2 separate regions of the Zea mays genome follow, and region 1 is linked to region 2. A link is a contact called in public Hi-C data. All regions are on one chromosome and are shown on one strand. Each heading gives the region's core, a stretch centred on a gene start, on an enhancer-like site or on the middle of the called end of the contact. The rest is flanking DNA. Distances are from core to core; before and after follow the strand shown. Region 1 holds the start of LOC100284432 (actin associated protein). Region 2 holds the start of LOC103641534 (Protein RAE1).

The links. Hi-C and Micro-C count contacts between places; a contact is called where the count stands out from the background.
Region 1: a Hi-C map of tassel shows a contact between it and region 2, with 6 times the contacts expected there. The contact joins the promoter of LOC100284432 here to the promoter of LOC103641534 in region 2. A contact is called at or near these places in 7 of 25 Hi-C or Micro-C datasets (ear, endosperm, leaf and 2 more) and 1 of 3 datasets of contacts at active chromatin or transcription factors (leaf).

What each region holds. Positions count from the first base shown.
Region 1 is chr10:106,719,549-106,722,888 of Zm-B73-REFERENCE-NAM-5.0, forward strand. LOC100284432 (actin associated protein) reads left to right here and starts at 1,307. Exons shown (of 6, transcript NR_159399.1): 1 at 1,307-1,664; 2 at 1,746-1,836; 3 at 1,940-2,037; 4 at 2,131-2,182.
Region 2 is chr10:106,501,797-106,505,163 of Zm-B73-REFERENCE-NAM-5.0, forward strand. LOC103641534 (Protein RAE1) reads right to left here and starts at 1,605. Exons shown (of 18, transcript XR_004853257.1): 1 at 1,244-1,605.

The DNA.
Region 1 (3,340 bases), core at 57-2,556, 220 kb after region 2:
TTGTTTGTTGTTTCCCACACAACACATAAAACCAAGCTAGTAATGACTATCACATACAATACTATACTGGTGCAAAACATTACTCTGTCCTTTAACATAGCTAATAGAATGCTGCAGATAGAAGCTGAGACTCATCAGCCAGGATACCGCCCAAAAACTAAAATTGACAAGCCAAAAAGTAACCAGCCGACCGAATAGTACAAACTTACCTATGTGTGCACAGACTAAAGCAAACATCTCAGCATTTCCCCCATTTCCGGTGGCATATTTTGAAAAGAATTATCTCGAATCGACTATCGATCCACCCTAGTTTCTACACCACGCAGCACGAACAGCGCATAAAAAAAACCCGAATAAGAAGCTCGCACCTTCATAGGGCGACTGCGCCGGCCCAAGGATCATAACGTTGAAGTAGCGCATGTACCTCGGATGGGGAAAAGAACGGTGTTCCCTTCTGAGCAACTCTTGGAGTTCATTATTAGCTAGAGTACTCTAGTGGGATGGGATCTAAATTAACCAGCAGTGTTCTATAATCTCGCCAGAAAGATCATTTTTTTGCAGCAAAAAAAAATCGGATTTTTTATCCAAAGAACATGTCATCTCCAGCAGTGGTTTTGAAGGACCAATTTCTACTGAAATAGAAGCAACAAAACCACAGAAGAAGAAGCAGGTACTAACACTGGTAGTAGAGGGGGGTTAGCAGAGAAGTAGCAACTTACTTGGATGGCAGGGCATCATCCAAGGATTCGAGCGTGGCCAGCACCATCATGCCGAGCCCCTGCGCCTTGCTCTCAACCTCCTCCTCCTCCTCCTTGTCGGATGCGGAGTTCTCCTCGATGGAGGAGGAGCTGTCGGACGACGCCGCCCCGATCGACGAGGCCTCCGACACCGCTTCCGCCTCTGCCTCCGCCTCCTCCTCCTCGTCCGTGGTACGGGGTCAACAATGGCCATAGGTGGCGGGGAAGCTTCCGATGTCGAGGCCGAGGTGGCGGCTGGCACCGCGCGGGAGGAGGAGCCGAGTCGCTGAGATGCCCTAGAGGCGCCAGCTGCCCTGATGGGTCGGAGAGGGAGGGGCCGGGGCGGAGATCGACGCAGATGGCTCCTTTCGTTTCGGTTGGATTGAAGAAAAATTCACGTCCGCAGCCACGCGTCAGCAAGCCAGTAGCAGCGTCACCGTGAAGCGCGGACATGCCTCCGATTCCTAGTAGCTTTTAACAAGAAGTAATATATTTCAAAAAAAATTAAATTGTCGAAAAAGGAAAGGGACTTCAGAAAATGTTCACTCCCCTTCCTCGGCATTGGCGTCACATTCGCAGCCGTCTCACTCCTCTCGCACAGCATCCGCTTCTCCTGCCAAACCCTAGCACCTCCGTCCTCCGACCCCCTCAGCTCCGGCGATGGCCTCCACCCCGCACCCTCCGCCGCTCATCGGCAAGTCGGGAAACCTCACGGTGTTCTTCACGCCATCGGCGGAGCACGAGAGCCCGGGGTCCGAGTTCTCTACGCCCCCGACGAGCCCTCGCGCCGAGGACTCCCCTGAATCACCACCGGCGCAGACAGCCCCTCCGCCCGCGCCTGTTTACTCAGTATCCACGCCGCAGCTTGTCAAGATGGTCTCCCCGCCGCTTCCCGCCGAGAAGCTCTCCCGACCCTCGCTGGTCCAGGTACCGTCGCCGCCCGTCAAGTCGGTCTCAACGCCGCTGCAGGCACCAAAGGTCTCTTCCTGCTCCTTGCCACCGGTCCAGGTGCCGCCATTGCAGTTCGGGAAGGCTTCGGCAGGATCAGATGGATCGCTGCTTGCGTTCTTCTGGGACGCGGTTGCACGCATGCAAGAAGGTGACTTGGAAGAGAATCCTTCGTATTTAATTGCTCTGGTTTATTTTTATTTTAAGGTTTGTGACTTTGAATTTTGATATGTGAGCAAAATATTTTGGTTTAGCACACGCGAGCTTGGACGAGCACATCTCGAGATGGTTCGGGCTGGACCAGTCCAAGTACCAGTGGGCGCTCAACGACTATTATGAGAGGACCGGGCAGGTTATCCCATACTTCAGTTTCTTGTGAATGCATTCTTAAGTTCTTAACATAAAATAGCAAACGTGCTCACCGTTTCTTGGATGTTTTTCTAAGGTAAAACATTCAATTCCTGCAAGGTTGGCACGTCATAGCTATATTTATTAAGGTGTGAGTTGCATACATCTGGTTTAGATTTTCTAAGAGTATACTGCACTATAGCCATCTTAACTTTTCTAGTTATTTTAAATTACATTGTATTCTGTCCACTGCTGCAATCAATTGCAAGTTTAGTGAGCAGTAGAAACTAATTTGCTAGATCATGAAGCTCAACAAGAAATTGTGCAACTTTATATGTTTGCTAATGGAACTCTTTATTTCACAATAGGAGTTCATGAAATTATTTATCTATTGAGAGGTGTTGTTAGAGTGCGCACCCGATTCGGTCCAATTGTCTATACACATGAGCTAGCGCCTTAGGTCCACCAGAGCCCACAACATACCAAGGCCTTGTTCCTAACTCAACCCAAAAGATTAGTCGGATAGGTGAGGGCTGCCCTTGCCTATATGTTGTGCTACCCCCGCCATCATTTTTTGGTGTGGGACTAAACCTAAGAATCTCCCTTGTCACATGTTGGGCCCAACTCTTTACATCACACAACCCTATGTGGTTTCCCCGAGTCCAACGCTATGTCACACTCAATCCGTCTGGCCTATGAGACGTTGACAGGCTCCATCATCACCATGTGACCCCTGAGATTTTCTAGTTTTTTTTACCATGAGCTTTGATACCACTTGTTAGAGTGCGCAATAGATTCAATCCAATTTGCTATACCCATGAGCTTGCACCCCTAGGCCTATGTCCACTAGAGCCCACAACGAACGAAGGCCTTGTGCCTAATTCAACATACCACTTGTTAGGTGTCCCACATTAGAAATTAGTGGTGGGGTGCACAACATATAAGGCGGGGGCAGCCCTCACCTACTAGACTAGTCTTTTGAGTTGAGTTACGATAAGACCTTAGTATCATTTGGGTTCCAGTATACCTGGCCTCGGGGTGCCAACTCGTGGATATAGTGAATTGCACCAAATTTGCTACAAACTCTAACAAGTGGTATAAGAGTCCATGGTTAGAAAATCTAAAAAATATCATAGGTGACATGGTGATGGGGTAGATTGTTAGGTTTAATCCCACATTCAAAATTGATGGTGGGGGAACAATATAAGGCGGAGACAGCTCTCACCTATCAGTTTAATCATTTGGGATTAGTTAGGTCTAAGGCATTGTTATGTTGTGGGCCCTTGTGGACCTGGACCTCATGAACG
Region 2 (3,367 bases), core at 355-2,854:
GTTCCCATGTTCCTGGAGCGGAAGGAACGTTTCCAGAACAAGGAATGTGGACACGTTCCTGGTTTCTAAGGTCTGGAATAGCTTGGGCCTCTTTGGCTTAAGTTTTTCACTTCATGGTTGATCTGTAGCCCACAGTCTAGAACATATAATATACTATAGTGCGTGCGTGCGTGCGGGCTGCGGGCGTGTGCGGGGCGTGGGCGCGCACGCGTGCGTGGGTGTGTGCACGCACGTGTGCGTGCATGTGTGTGCACGCGTGTGCGTGCATGTGTGCGCGCGCGTGTGTGTAAGCAGTCTCACTTTAGTTAGCTAGGGTCATTAGAAACGTTTTGCCGGCTACTTGACACAGCACACAACAGTCATCTACCCAAAACAAAGAAATTAGCTGAGCTAGGTTGGCCTTTTATGAAAAGGAAGAGTTAAATGCATGAGCGGACCCTGACTTGTCAAGGGATGTCACTTAGGTCCACGAACTTTGAAATACATTTCTAGGTCCTTAACCTTGTTAAATGGCTCACCACAGTGGTTGGTATGCTCCAAAAATAGACCTGTAATGTACCATTTTTACAAGTTTAGGGATGTGTGGTATATCACTTAACAAGTTCAAGACCTAGAAATGCATTGTCAAAGTTCGTGGACCTAAATGGCATCCCTTGACAAGTTCTGGGGTCATCGATGCATTTAACTCAAAAAAGAATAAAGAATCTACTAGGTAGCTAGGAATTGAAGAATGCAGCCTCCAAAGAATTCAGTTTGGGAAATTAAAGAGGATGGTTGATGGCATCACATGCATGTATATATGTTGATAGGAGTAATTAACCCTGGGTATCCCTCTCTGTAGAAGCATCTTAACCTGCAGCTCGGTGAACACTCATCAACAGTCATTCAAGATTTCCTTTCAGATGCTCAGTTATCGAGATTTCTTTGAGCAAGTAATTGGAATGTGCAGAAAGATAATTAAATGATGAAAGCACCTATGAAATGGAGGCTCTCACTCATACCTGAAATATGTGAGCCAGCTGATATGACACATCTAAGGTACAGAACGCAAGAAGCAAAGATATCATCTCCATCCTAAGGACAATACGAGGAGGTTGGTGCCTCCACGGGATCTGAATGGACTACCAGAAGTCCAGAAGATCGATATGGACATACTAGATCTATCGATGCGCTAGAAGGACCGCAGGAAAATAAAGAACAAAAATACAAGGAGATAGGTTAGAAGAACGTGAGTGGAGGATACCTGATTGGATTCGATCTCTGTCGCTGAGGCTCCAGGATTCGCGCATCGAGGACGTGGTTTCGCTCGCCCTCCCGTCGATGCGTTCTCGCGGCCCTAGGTTCGGGGCCGCCGTCGCCGCAAGGAACCCTCGGCTCCATCGGGACTAGCTAGCTAGCAAAGGGAGATCGAGTTGTTCCCGCCTTCTCGCCGCCCTCAGCTCGAGGTCGCTGCCGCCGCAAGGAACCGTCGTTCTGCTCCGTCGGCTCCAGGCTCCAGCCAAGGGAGGGAGATCGAGCTGTCCCCGATAGGTCGTATTTTCACAGCAACTCCAAGAGAGAGAGAGAGGGAGTGTTGGCTTTCTATGCACTAATTTTTGTTTACTCATTTTATTGTATTCTTTAAATTACTAAATACGAAAACGAAAATAATATCCTTTAATTTTATTTCATTTTAGTTACTAAATTATCAAATATATAACCAAAAATAGTGTCCTCCCAATTTATTTCATTTAGAAGCTCTAAAATATTTTCTGTATTTATCAATCTAGAGACTAAAATACAATAAAATGAAGGAACTAAAAATTAGTCCTTATAAGTGTTTGATTTCTAGAACTAATTTTTAGTGTCTTTATTTTTTTACATTTTAGTTTCTAAATTGATAAATACATACATTAAAACTATATTTTTAGTTTTATTATTTACAACTTAAGGACTAAAATGGAATAAAATTGATGGATTAAAAACTAGTCCCTATAAATCAAACAATTCCTTAAAATGAGGACCTAAAAACAAAATATGGCGTGATTTGCATGAAAAAGGGACACATCAAACTTTTTTTTGCTCCAACAGTCGCTTCTATAATCACATCACCATTGGCTTATGACGGCATTTCTGTTTAGTTCACGGCTAACTGTGCTACACTTTATATATGGTTAGTCTTCTAAATTGAAAAACTAATTTTAATAGAAAAATTATGTATAGTATGGCAAGTTAGGCAGCAAATTAAACATGCTCGAATCTGTGTCGTACCATTGTGGCATTTCGGGTCTATTTGGTTCGCTACCTAACTCGTCACGTTTTATCTAATTTTTATGTTTCAACAACAACAACAACAACAACAAAGCCTTTTTGTCCCAAGCACGTTGGGGTAGGCTAGAGATGAAACCCCGTATGAAAACCTCAGAGCTCAACCCCCAAAGAACAGAAAAGGAAAACAAAGGCAAAGGAGAACCGAAAACAACGAAACGGGGAAACACATAAAAGAGATAAAACCCACAAGGACCAGCAAGATCTAAAATGGACACAAGAAAAGGTCAAACGATTAAGGAGGAAAAGCGAAACTATCAATCAGGGTTCTGGCACGTGAATTGCACACTTCCACCCCTTCCTATCTGCGGCGAGCTCTTTGTCAATATTCCACTCCTTCAGGTCTCTCTTCACAGCCTCTGTCCACGTCAAAGTTGGTCGACCTCTACCTCTCTTCACATTTTCGGGACGCCTAATTATTCCGATATGCACTGGTGCCTCTTCAGGTCTTCGTTGGATATGTCCAAACCATCTCAAGCGATGTTGCATAAGCTTCTCCTCAATTGGCGCCACTCCTACTCTCTCTCGTATATCATCATTCCGGACTCGATCTCTCCTTGTGTGGCCACATATCCAGCGCAACATACGCATCTCTGCCACACTTAGTTGTTGGACATGTCGTCTTTTAGTGGGCCAACATTCTGCTCCATACAACATAGCCGGCCGGATTGTTGTCCTGTAGAATTTGCCTTTTAGTTTGCGTGGCACCCGGTGGTCGCATAAGACACCTGCAGCTTGTCGCCACTTCAACCATCCGGCTTTAATTCTATGACTGACATCCTCATCGATGTCTCCCTCCTTTTGAAGTATTGATCCTAAGTAACGAAAAGTGTCTTTCTTGGGTACCACTTGCCCATCAAGACTAACATCGCCATCCTCATACCCCATGGCACTGAAATCACACTTCCTATACTCTGTTTTAGACCTACTAAGCCTAAAACCTTTTGCTTCCAGCGTCTGCCTCCACAATTCCAACTTTTGAGAAACACCACTCCTACTCTCCTCAATAAGTACCACATCATCGGCAAAAAGCATACACCACGGTAAAACTCCTTGTATG